Regions from separate parts of the Gossypium arboreum genome. Here region 1 is linked to region 2. Evidence: chromatin contacts called from public Hi-C data. All regions are on one chromosome and are shown on one strand. The core of a region is the stretch at or near the end of the contact, and the rest is flanking DNA. Distances in the headings are between cores, read along the strand shown.

The links. A called contact is a pair of places that touch in the nucleus more often than the background predicts.
Region 1: a Hi-C map of leaf shows a contact between it and region 2, with 6 times the contacts expected there. The contact joins the promoter of LOC108450009 here to the promoter of LOC108484295 in region 2. A contact is called at or near these places in 2 of 5 Hi-C or Micro-C datasets (both in leaf).

Annotation. Positions count from the first base shown.
Region 1 is chr10:102,590,348-102,597,333 of ASM2569848v2, reverse strand. LOC108450009 (ISWI chromatin-remodeling complex ATPase CHR11) reads right to left here and starts at 2,869. Exons shown (of 25, transcript XM_017747427.2): 1 at 2,350-2,869; 2 at 2,009-2,140; 3 at 1,824-1,930; 4 at 1,502-1,608; 5 at 1,317-1,414; 6 at 1,010-1,189; 7 at 719-940; 8 at 217-351; 9 at 1-125. The coding sequence starts at 2,538.
Region 2 is chr10:102,372,162-102,378,631 of ASM2569848v2, reverse strand. It overlaps LOC108484295 (E3 ubiquitin-protein ligase MIEL1), which reads left to right and starts at 2,030. Exons shown (of 12, transcript XM_017788028.2): 1 at 2,030-2,282; 2 at 2,375-2,462; 3 at 2,605-2,661; 4 at 2,757-2,789; 5 at 2,885-2,962; 6 at 3,120-3,163; 7 at 3,259-3,299; 8 at 3,745-3,827; 9 at 3,906-3,997; 10 at 4,080-4,149; 11 at 4,272-4,313; 12 at 4,404-4,779. The coding sequence starts at 2,230. The coding sequence ends at 4,529.

The DNA of each region.
Region 1 (6,986 bases), core at 1,620-4,119, 220 kb before region 2:
AACAAAGCCCTATAGTACTGTTTCTGCATCTGGGACATTCCTACTTTCAGGATAGTTTCCTTCTTGGGAGGCAAACCTTTTTCAACATCTGATTTCAATCTACGAAGGAGAAATGGACGAAGAACCTAAGGATGCAGAGACAAAAAAAAGGTATGACTTATTCGTTCAAACCCACAGGCCTGGCACAAAGAAAGGCAATTTTTCATTTTAACATGCCTTGTGAAGTTGTTGAACGACTTCCTGCTGATCATTTTCACCAGAAATCTGGAACCACTCATCAAAGGTTTCAGCTGAACTAAAAATCTCCGGCAATAAAAAGTTAAGAAGAGACCAAAGCTCATGGAGATTATTCTGCAAAAAAGAAATCAAAAGATACCAAGATTATTACATGTACTGACCAATGAAGTGTTAAAATGATTCAAGTACAAGAAATCAACAAGACAAGAAAAAACAGTCACTATTGATCAGGCTAATATGAATAACAAATGAAGTACAAAACAGATAAAAAAAAATATTAGCAAAATCATTTCAGGTGGAACCTAAAAAGGACCCAACCAAGAAAAAGGGATACATGCTAGACCAACTTTTCAACTGAAATGCAAGTCAAGAACATTAAATAGCATAGGCATTTATGGTGAAGTAAGCAGACGCCAAGACTGGAAGTAGACATATAAAACTCAGTAAGTACTTCCATATCAAAGAACATTTGGATGCATACCTGAAGTGGAGTACCCGTAATAAGAAGACGGTAATTAGTATTGTAGAGTCTCATTGTTTTTGAAAGGAGTGAATTCTCATTCTTGATTCGATGGGCTTCATCAATAATTATATAGCGCCAACTAAAACGACGCAAGGCAGACTTCTCCTTGATGGCCATTTCAAAACTTGTGACACAGACATCAAACTTCCCAGCAACCAGTAACTCCTCACGGATGTATCTCTGTAGAAATTAAAAGGCATCAAGAATCATGTATAGAGTAAACGGTAAAGCATGCATCAAGCAACTTACTCGTTCCTCAGGATTCCCAAGAAACTTTACAGCTCGCAAGACTGGGCAAAACCGACGAATTTCATTCATCCAGTTACCAAGAGTTGATTTTGGAGCAACAACCATATGAGGGCCAGTAATCCCACGGTATTCATGCAGATAGCCCATTAAGGAAATGGTTTGCAAAGTTTTTCCCAATCCCTGCATTCAAACATTTAGTGAACAAACATCAGCCAGTGACATTGCTGCTTGTTCTGACCGTAGAATCGAGACTTGATAATGAACTTAAAAAGTAAACAATCTATAAAGTCACAGCTACACCACATACCATTTCATCTGCTAGAATTCCGTTGATACCATTCTCATACAGTCGTATAAGCCAATTTAAACCAGCAAGTTGGTAGTCCCTCATCTTTCCCTGAATACCTAGAGATACAGAGATGGAGAAATGAAAAAAGTTGAACTGATTTCTCCAACTGATAGGTCTAGGTGAGCAAGAGAGAAAGAACTTACAAGAAGGCTGAGCCACCAATCTAGTATTTCCAGACAAACCATCTTCTTCCTCCTTCAAACACTCTTCATCTTCTTCCTCTTCAGTTACTTTTGAAGCATGACGGCCCCTACATTAAACAATTGGTGGAAACCATTACTAGAGAATGTCTAAGTCAAAACAACTTTAATATAAAGTAGTTCCAAAAAAAAAAAAACAATGAAAATCATCAAAGCCAAATGATAAAAAAAAAAATGCATTGTTTACAACCAGCAATATCATAAAAACAACACAAAAAAGGATAAATCGCGGATTTCAACATATTTTGCAGTATATATTCTGTACCTTCCTTTCACCTTCTTTTGTGATGAAGATTGGTCACCTTTAGCAAAATGAGCAAACAACTCGGTTTGCTGCAAAAGATACTTCAAACGCCCCTTCCCCCTATTATTCTGCCACAAATCAAGCATTACAGAACCATCAATTATACTTAAAATAACTGAATGTGAACTTTTCTATAGAATACACACCATATCGGCATCAATGGCAGCATTCTGAGCGTCCAATATTTCCTGAACCTTCTGCTTCTTTAGCTTCTGCATTTCTTTTAACCTTTCCTTTTCACGCTTACTAACTTCTGGATCATCACCGTTAGACTCGTCCTACAAAAAAAAAAATCATTTAGATAGGAACATTAAAGTTGAAATTAAGCTTCCCTAGGAGCATAATTCATTCTAGAGTGTACAAACTAAAAGTTTAAAAGTAAAGTTTTTCAATCATTAGCAAACCCTAACTATAAACAACAACCAAAAGGAAAAAATTTTGAAAGCAAGATAAAGAAGTTGATAAGAGGGGGCAAATAGTAAAAGACCTCATCGGCGATTTCTTCAGGGACGGGTTCATCGTCTTCGTCGGAAGCGGCGTCGGAGCATGCAACGGCTTCGAGCTCTTCGTCGTCGTCGTCTTCCTCCATCCGGTCGTTGATTCGCTCATCTTCAGAAGAATTGGAGCCGTTGGATAGGACTTCATCAGACGACGCCGGCTTCGACGATTTCGCCATCACTTTGACAGATCGAGGGTTTCTTCTTTCTCTTTGTCTTCTATTTTTCGTTCAGTGAAAGAAAAAAAAAGAGTGACTGTATAAAAGGCCGAATATTTATTTGTAAGGGAAGTTATGGGGTGCAAAATAAAATTGAGAGTGAAATAAAGTTGGTAAATTTGTGGCCGTTGGATTTGGAGATGGGGAGATTTAATGCTTTGAAGTGGATTGAGTGTCAATTGAGGAATTTCCCGCCAATTAGAGAAACCACGATTTCCCGCCTACTTAACCCGCTGGCTGCCTACCTCAGGCCTCAGCGTCGTCGTTCTCGGAGTTGGCAAAGTTCCAACCCTTCAATTCACCGATTTGAGTTGCCATGTTAAAGTTTTTTCAAAATCGATTTATTAAAATTCAATTTAATTTGGATTGAATTTTAAAAGTTGAATAGAATTAGTTGAATTAAATTTTCATAATAATTTTCTTTTAATAGTTTTCAATAAGATTTAAAATTCTAAATTGCAATTCATTTCATGAACATTTTTACATGAACACCATGATTGAAGATTACAAAGACAATATTCTTTCTTTAAAGGAGAACATAGTATGTTGATACAAGGCCCAATAAAGGAGGATATAGTGGTGAATCAGTGACGGTCGGTTCACCTAGAAAGGAGAAGAGTAAAAAAGAAACAAGAGAATAGATTAACTAAGGTGAAAGATGAGAGGTTTGCTCAAAGTAACTTGAGGGTTTCAAAAGGTCAATCTTTTTTTTCATCGTTGTAAGGGTATTTATAGGTAAGGTACTCATGTCCACAAGTGTGACGTGGCAGGATAAATACTCAATCCTACAAGATGCGTAAAAGATATTTATGGGCGTGAAGGGTGTGCACCGTAGGGCCCATCTTATTATGTACTCGATTAATACAATGAACTTATGCCTAAACAAGCTCCTTATTGAATTAAGAGTGTGTTCACACCTAAAAGCAGGTGGTATTGATGATGAAAAGGTGTTACAACTCCCCAAGTTTAGGTGGGTGGCCAACTAAGATACTATCTTAAATGGAGTAAAAAAGGAAGTCAACTTTTTTGCCACGCTGACACGTGTCTATGTAGCGAAGGGGTATAACAATAGTCCTCTAGTCGAACAAGAGGTTATACAATGGCCTTTCTTGAGATATTCATCTATGTAACTTTTTAAAGAAGATGAAAAATGCTTCCCCTTACCGTGGAAAGCGAAGAGTTATTGCATCTATTGTAGAAGTTTCATCATAAATTTGATTATGTTTAGGGAGAAGTGACCATGATGAAAGATGTTTGACACGGTACATGGCTAGATGCCATTGGCCATGGCCTTCGAGCCCAAAACGGTGCCTTTATGAAATCTTGTTAGAAAAATCTATAAATTTGGGTTCCAATCATCTATGAAGCCATTAATGTTTTCTTGAATTCTTACATTTTCTTAATTTTTCTTTAGTTGTTGCCAACTTCAAAGTTTAAGGGTTTTCCATATGTTTTGCTTTCAACTTTTCGTTTGTTCTTTTGCCATTTTTGCCACAAGAATCTACAATGGCTAGGGGTCAAAGGTTTATAAGAGAGAGAAGGTCTACAATGAGCTAACCATCACCTCCACAGCCAAGGGACAGGTTTTCTGCCACCTAAGATAAGCGATTGTGATGGGTACAACCTCAAAAAGGGAAAACTCATTTGTGAAATGAGCCTTGGATGAATAGAATGCTATTGGTCAATTTGAATGCACCACCATTAAACAACAAATGTAAAGGGTGTTGAGGTATAGAGTGTCACACCCGGCTTCCACTGAAACTGGAAATTAAGAAATAATTAAGGGGTTACATTAAAAGAAGCCATAAGTTGGCGATCTCTACTGGAAAATCAAGAGAAGATAGTAACCAATTTAGGACTTGGTTAAAATCTAATGCTAGTTTGGTTGGATTCAAACCAGTTGTTTCTTTAATGGGAGACACCATGATTATCAATGGATGGATTTTACACGATTAAAGGTTATAGAAGAAGGGTTATAAATAGCTAAGAGGTGACTTCCAAAAGAGGATTCATCTTGATTCTGTTTCATTTTTCTCCCTATCTTCATCTTCTTCCTTAGATGCTTCGAGGAAGTGATAGTTATAAAAAGCTCTACACGAAGCAATGATCGTGATGAATTACTTAGAGAAGTAGAAAATCCAAGGAGTTAGTAAGGTTCTAAGCCCTTTGGTGTACATAAGATTTAGAAAACAAAGTTAAGGGTTATTAGAACCATTTTAGGGGATTCTACATGCTTTCTGGAAACCTGAGTTTTAATATGAAAATACTAAGTTTAACTCATGATTTTGGATTTTTCATGCTTAGCTACCAGAAGAGTAGAAGCTCTAGCGTTTAGAAAAGCTAAGCGGAGAAGGAGGTAAAGAAGTGTCAGGTGAGTTTTTGTACTCTATTTACTGAAATACTTGGCAGTTGTCTCGGTTTTGTGTTAAGTCCTATTATGATGAATGAATTCTGCTGATTGCATATACCAAGCTTGCATAAGATTGTTTGATATATGGTATCTGCTACGTAGCTTAGTATGTATGAGATAGTTAGAAATCTACATTTAAAAAGGATAGCATGTTCCATGTAGTAATGAAAGTGAAACACATATATTACCTGAATGAATGGTGGGAAAATAATCGAAGGGATAGATGGAGCTATGATATAAGAATAAAAATTTTTGTTAGATATTGCCATACGATATTGCTGTGTGCAAACCTTGATATGCGAAGCTCTGGACCTTGTGGAGGGGGAACTGCGGTGTTCAAGCATCAAGAATAGGAGAAAATAGAATTCCGTTAAAATTTCACCATCCGAGATTGTTGGGAGCAAACCGTGATGTGGAAAGCTGTAGGCCTTGCAGGGGGACACTTTGGTGTTCGAGGATCAATGTGAATATGAGATAAATCAATGTTGATAGCATAAGTTTCCACAGAGCAACACCGCAATGGCAGTCGGTAGGCTTTATGGGGTGACACCGCAATGACGATAAGGTTGTTTGATGTGACACCTTAAAGAGGTATAAAGTCTAAAACCATAGCTCAACTTTGGTAACTGGAGTAGTCTGCTGGGACAGTAAACATGGAGTAGTCCGTCAATGAAGGAAAAATGTAATAGAAATGGGAAATAGTCTATCAAAACAGTAATCATGGAAGCTGGTAAGGCATAAGGGTAATATCCCGACAAGAGCCAGTCATGGGGACTGACGAGCCAATAAAGCTTAGTGTATGGGTAAACGAAAGGAGAATTAGTTGAGGATCGTAGTAAGAATCTGTCGATAAGAATTTTTGGTAGGTTAGAAACACAATCATAAGCACCTCAGTGAGTTTACTTGGAATAGAGGGGTCAGTTGGGCACCCTGAACCTAAAGAAGTGCTAAGAGGGATGACACAAGTGACAAGTATGTCTGTTAAGACTATGTCTCCTTAATGAAAATCCATTACGAATGTACCCACTCTGCTATTAAAGATAGGCGGATGAAGAATAAATGTTTGACACCCAGGCACACCAAAATAGTTAAAACGAAACAGGGAGTAGTGTGTTTGAATCTTCTCTATCTGAAAACCCCTGCAAGATGGGGTTTATTTAGTGTAATGTAGTAGAAACTCCTAAGTGCATTGAATTTACGAAGGTGTTGGCTTGTGGTTTGCAAGAATCATAGGATAAATAGCTTGAGGAGGGACCAACTAGACTGTGATAGATCAAGGATCATTGTCAGTAAGAGTCATGCACATAGAAAGTGGGTACACTTAGAGGCTTCATCTTGAGGTGGAACATGTTGTGGTTATGTAGATCCCTTACGGTATGTGTCTAGAGATAGTAAACTTTATTTTAAATTTTAAGGTTTCTTTTGTTAGTAAATAGCTATTAATTAATAAAATTAGTCTAGAAGTTATTAACCTTGAAATTTGATATTTATTCCAAATTGGACTATTTGTGGCACTTTACACCTAGATTCGATGATCAAGTCGGGTGAAGATGTTACATAAAGGCTTCTTTCGAAGTATTCTAAGTACAATTTTAGAGCTTCGAGTGGGCCACACCACTTAAGCGAAGTCTTTGGGCTAAATTATGGTGGGGGCAGGCCTAGATTTTATTTGCCTTTGCATGTCTTAAAAGTAGACTTTCACCTTCCTTCTTGTGCTTTTGTTCAAGATCTTCTAAATGCATATAGACTAGCACCCAAGTAGTTGGTTGTAGCTCTTGATGGTTGGTTATTGGGTTCATCATACTCTGAACTCAGTGCAATATATGACCAAACATGTTGTTTTTTTAGTATATGTATTCATTGGATGATAAAGAGAATGCCCTAGGACTTTTCTTTGTGGTTCAAAGGGAAAGATGTTGGATTTAGTACCCTGAGTGTAGTGTTTTCGTCTATGTACACTTGTATTTTTTTCGAACAAATTAGTTTAATAAAATTATCC
Region 2 (6,470 bases), core at 781-3,280:
ATTTTGTGTTTTTATCTCCCAACTGCAACCAGTCACAATGAGCCTTTTGTCTCCAAAGTAAGTCTTCATGGTCAAGGATGTTTTCCAATTCATCACGAACTTCCAATTCTTTCTGAGTTGACTAGATGAAAAATGGTTAATGGCCTTTTGAATATTACTAAGAGATCTCAAAAGGAGATGTTTTCGAACACCTAAAAAACCATACACATCCCTATTCCAAAGTTTAACAGAAAAAGTAAAATTATTAAGAGAATCAACCATATTACCAGCAAAATTCCACTTATCTTTAACAAAAGTGGGGAAAGATTTATGATGCATCCATCCTGCTAAAAATCTGAAAGGTCTTCCTTTAGGAACGCCATGATTCAGACTAGTGGATAGCAAAAGAGGCTGATGTTCAGATTTAGTACGAGTGAACCAAGCACTGCAGAAAAGTTAGCATCCAATCATCATTTGCTAAAGCCCGATCCAATCTTACAAAAGTACCACCGCATTGTCATGTGAAGGGGGGTCCACTAAACCCTAAATCCTGCAAAGCATAAGAGTCAACGAAATTAAAAAAAAATTCACAGCGTTTACCTATATTAAAAGGGCTTCTCTTATCTGCAGGAGATAAAATAGCGTTAAAATCCCCCATGATGAGCCAAGGAATAGGCTGGACTAGAGATACAAATTTTAAACTATCCCAAAGGAGCTTGTGTTTCAACCTGTCAGGGCTACCATAAACAAAAGTGATTAAAAGAGACTTATTTAAAATAAAATTGTCAACGCTACGGGAAATATATTGAGGATGATTACTACATAATGCGAATTCTAAAAGAATCCTTCCATACAGCTTCAACCCGATGAGAAGAATTGAAGCCCAATTGTTCAATAATAAAATTGGTTTTTTTACCGCTTACTCTAGGTTCAACCAGGCATACAATATCTGGACTATGCTCCAAATTATATTGGCGGAAGGCCTGAAAAAAATTTCTACTAGCACACCCTTGACAATTTCAAGAGAAAATTTTTAGATTAGGTACCATCAACATAAAAAACTATATAAATAAGAGAAAGAATATAACCATACTCTAGATTAGATGTTATTTTTAAACATACAATTGTATTCTAAATCATTAGTTTCAAGAATATAATAAGAATTGTAATAATAATTATTATTGTGTTTTGTGACCATCAACGTGAACTCTACTGCTCATAAATAATGTGTTAAAATAAATAAAATTTGAATTAAACTAATTTTACTTTAATGCTTAAGTTAGGGTTTATTATGCCTAAATTTAAATATATTTAAAAGTTCATTAGTCGAGCTGACGTAATTTTTAATTTAAATCCAAAACTCAAAAGTTTTTATGTCACTTAAAAGGAAATTATATTTATCAAATTTTTTTCATTAATTTATCACTAAAAGATTCCTTTTTTAACTTATTAAACTAAAATATGAGATTAATGATAGTAATAATATTAATGATAGTAATAATATTATATAAATAAGAAAAGTTAAATCGCAAATTAAATTGAAAATGTAATCAATGTATTTTAATTTAGTAGAGTTTAAATTTTTTATTCTTAATTTCTATTTTACTATTCATATCTCTCAACAATATCATCTCTAACATTTTGAATCTAAATTTTTTTCTGAAAATACTCAACCTGTTATTCATGTTTTTCTTTGGATAATGCAATAAGGAAAACCATAATTCAGGTTTTAAGTTTAATCAATTGATATGAAGGAAGAACAATTTTTGGATTCAGCTTCAAGTTGAATGGAAACAAAAAGCGACTTGCACATGATTGTTAAAATGCCCCCAAAAAGAAAAATTACGGACTGAAACACGAGTCGCTGACACTGCGGCAACTGGTCCCTCTATCTTAAAGTCATCACTGGCAGGCACTCCCCCCACCTTATCCTTTGTCTCTCTCTCCCAACAGAATCTCATTATTTCTATTATTCAATAATTACTATTGCCTTTTTCTTTTTTTGGGTATTCAATTACTATTGCCTTTTAATATGTAAGATAGCTATTGTTATATTTTTATATTTTTATATAAACGAGTGGCCCTTTGAAGGCGGGGTTGGGGTTCTTTTCTCTTCATTTAAGAATCCACGACAATCCAAGAAAATTTAAATCCCATCTTCCCAATTCAGGAAACCCCCTCTTCTTTCTTGGTTTCCTCTGGATAATCCAAGAAGAAAAGAACAAAATTTGTCTTCCAATTCTCCTGGAGATGGAGGCCTCTTCAGCCAATGAACGCCTTCATTTTGGGAAGATGGGATATGGGTATCTCTTCTTTCTTCTTATCCCTTTTTTGTTTTTTTGGGGGTCTTTTCCATCAATGATTCATTGGGTTTGTTTGTTTTTTCCTTTTATAGATGCCAACATTATAGGAGGAGATGTAAGATTCGAGCTCCATGTTGCAACGAGGTTTTCTGGTGTCGCCATTGCCACAATGAGGCTTCGGTATTCGTTTTCAGCATTTTTTCTGCATTCCCCCCCCTTTTTTTTCTATGTTTTAAGCTGAAAGCTCCCACGTTTCTGACTGTTTATGCAATTTCTTGTTCTGGGTATTCATTGTATTTGGATTCACTTATTGGTTCTTCAGAGCTTGTTAAAGAACCCCATGGACAGGCACGAGATTGTTCGCCAAGGCGTTAAACAAGTACGAAATTGAAAATCGCTGTGTTTTTCTTTTCTTTCAATTTATTGTCTTTCTGTTTTCAAGTTAATCATTTGTGCCAATTTGTTTCTGTGTAGGTTATTTGTTCGGTTTGTGACACAGAGCAGCCGGTTTGTGTTTCAGATTTGTATCTTTTAAGACACAAAAGGACCCTTTTCTTTGGTTTATGTTTTCACTTTGGGTGTTGGTTTTTTATGTTGTGTAGGTCGCTCAACTTTGTTCAAATTGTGGCGTCAACATGGGAGAATATTTCTGTGCAATTTGCATGTTCTTTGATGACGATGTAAGTACTTAAGTTTTTTCAAGATATAACTAATGAAATAGTTGATAAACATTAGCTTAAGATATAAGGAATGGATGGGCGTTTGATCCTTGTGTGTTTTACTATATAATGTTTATTTTTTCCATTAATGTTTACCGTTCGGTTACATCTAACGCAGACCGAGAAGGAGCACTTTCATTGCCATGATTGTGGGATCTGCAGGTTAGTTACCAAGTTTTAAGTATATATGGCTGTTATTTTCGTCTTGATTGCTTGAATTCAAGCTATGAGACTTAATAGAATGATTTTTGATACAGAGTCGGAGGTCGTGATAACTTTTTTCATTGCAAAAAGTGCGGTATGTACTTAACACCTTTATATCCCATTTCTTACCTTATCATGCTTGGTTCAAAGTTCTTAGATTCAATCCCATTTTTTACTTTGTAATGGTATTTGTGGCTGATTTTTTATTTCATATTCAGTCGTATTCAATAATTTGCATTTTTCATTGGGTTGTTTCGAACTATTCTGGATTTTGCTGTCATGCACTTTCATAATCGGTCTTGTTTTTGTTCGTCGTTGTTCTCAGTACACTATACTTATGAGTTCATTTTCATGTTTATATTCTTCTACTTTAATTTAGAACTATACTATTTTGATGTGAACTCACCGAAAACATCAGTCAATCGTGTTTTGAGGAGTTTAAACATTGAATTCCATCCCCTGCTTACAGTATCTCTTTTATTCAATGGTACATCTATTTGTTTTGCACAATAACCACACGTACTTATGCCATTGGGCAGGGTCTTGCTATGCCATTGCGTTGCGAGATAATCATTTGTGCGTGGAGAACTCGATGCGGCATCATTGCCCCATATGTTATGAGGTTCATCTTTTCTACTTCCTGCAATTATATTTAGTAAATATTTGTATCCGCTAATAGTGGATCGTATTGTATCTCCAGTACCTATTCGATTCGTTGAAAGATACCACTGTGATGAAATGCGGTCACACGATGCACTGCGAATGTTACTATGAGATGATAAAGCGAAACAAGTGAGTGACAACGAGTTCTTCCTTGTATAATCTTAACTGTTCTAGTTGTTCTTCCGAATTTAAAACAGTGTTGTTTGCTCAGATATTGTTGTCCTATATGCTCGAAGTCAGTAATCGATATGTCTAGAACCTGGAAGAGGATAGACGAAGAGGTACATATTGTTCGACTTTAAGCTCATCAAACTCGTAATTAACAGCCTTGTCTTTGATTTAGTTGCTTCATTCTGTTTTTGTCCACACTGATTCACAACATAATTATCTTGTTTGTTGTCAGATAGAAGCAACTGTAATGCCAGAGGACTACCGGCACAAGAAGGTGTGTGCATACTATGATTCTTGTTCATATCGAACAACCTGTTGCTTTATATCCGAATCACGTATATCTTGATTTAACAAACGAATGCAGGTTTGGATCCTATGCAATGACTGCAATGACACTACAGAAGTTTACTTCCACATAATAGGGCAGAAATGCAGTCACTGTAAATCATATAACACACGCACAATTGCCCCTCCCATACTTCCTCACTGAAAAGATCACGAGTGAGAAACAAAGAAGTGAGCTCGAGGCATCTAAGGTTTGGGCCTCTAATCATAAACCGGAAGACAAATTCTTGATTACATGTTACAATCATTTAAACTTGTGTTCATCATTGGATTGATTACTGTATCACAATAGTATATGATTCATATGGAACTGCCATTTTTATATCTTATGAATTTCTTTCTCCCATTTCGGAGTTTTAGAAAAAGAATGCAATGGTCGATTGTTTCATTGATAATTGGCTGAACCCTCTTTTTCTGCTCATTTTTTTTTTATGTCATCCTTCCATTATTTCTTTTAGAACATTTATCATCCAGTGGAAGTTATATTTGAACTCAAAGCTCAATTTAGTTCATTCATGCAGTCGACTGCAAAATATGGCATTTAGCATTTTTTAATTTGAATTTTAGTACTTAATCTGTTATTTTCCATGAAAATGAAAGAACCAAGAAATTAAACCCCAAAAAGAACCCTTTTCTTTTCAAGTTTATTCATTTTCAATAAATTAATTTTAAATAATTAAACATTGAAAATAAGAAGTGGAATGGTATTTATTTCATTTAGTGTTAAATTTAGAGAAAGTTGTCGTTTTCTGTATATTTAGTGTTTCCGGTGTTGTCTTTTTTGGCTTCATAATTTCTAATTCGTTCTAAGTTTTGTATTATTACATCATTTGATGTATTTTTTAATATAATATGAATCGTTTTACCCATAATTTCAAACATGTAAGTGTTTTTATTTAAATAAAAATAAAAATAATTATTTAATCCTGGTTAACAATGGGCTGTAGTCACAACTTCTTTATGCCGTTAATATGATGTATAGATCCTAGCATTTCTTGTATAGTTCAACAAATAACATATTTCTTTCTTCTTTTTTAATTGTACACAAAAATATTTAGATGTATGTTTGGTAATTATAGATTGAAAACAAATAGCATAAATCAAATTATTTGATGGAATTCAAAAAAAAAAGTTAATCTTAAAATTAAAAAAATATATTTCAAATTATGAAGTGAAGCATGGTGGTTATTCACCTTGTCCATTAATTATGTGGTCAGGGATTCGATTCCCTCTTATGGGAATGAAGAGTACATTTTGTTACAAGCCGTTTACCTCTTTGGAGAGCACATTTTCTAATAAAATTAAAAATATATATATTTTTCATTCAATCTACTCCAATGTCATCAACTACAAAAGAAAATAATAAAAAACTAGGTTTTACGAGCATTTCGAGATGCAAAATCATTAATAAGGACCATTCAATCGTTTTTGCGATATTGACGACCTCAAGTAGGTTTTGATTAACTTACAGTTGACAAACTCAAGAATTTCAGTGGCTGACATTAATTCATTTGATAAAGTAAATTGCAATACTTTTAATTCAGAGAAAAGATCGTTTAGATCAACATTTGATTAATCACCATGAGAAAAGGTAGAGTGAAAAGTAACACAACATTCTCTCAAATTCCTTTTCATCTAATGACTTTTAACTTGTTTGAATCAAACAAAAACTCAAAAATATTCTCAGATATTTTTAGTTGCCCAAATCTGCTCTTTAAAGAAGTAATTATCATGTCTACAATAACTAAAAAATAATCAACTTTAAATAATTCATCACCCGACCAAAATTCTTCATCTTCTTGTTTATTCTCATCAAATTGTTTTTTTTTTTCTAATAACACGACGCTTTATTGAAGGACAGGCTCTACATTCATATCAAGTGCAATACTTTTAGCAATATTCATACTAGAAATAAAGCCTTCAGCTCTATATTTTTCAAAATATGACATGATAAACATGTCAAATTGCATATTTTTTATGCTTAATTTGGTTTATTGATGAACTGAATCCTACTAATTAAGTTACCATTGTCCGCAGCAGTCCGTAGGGGGGGGACTGGACTGGGAAAGGAAAAGCGGGTCCCCTT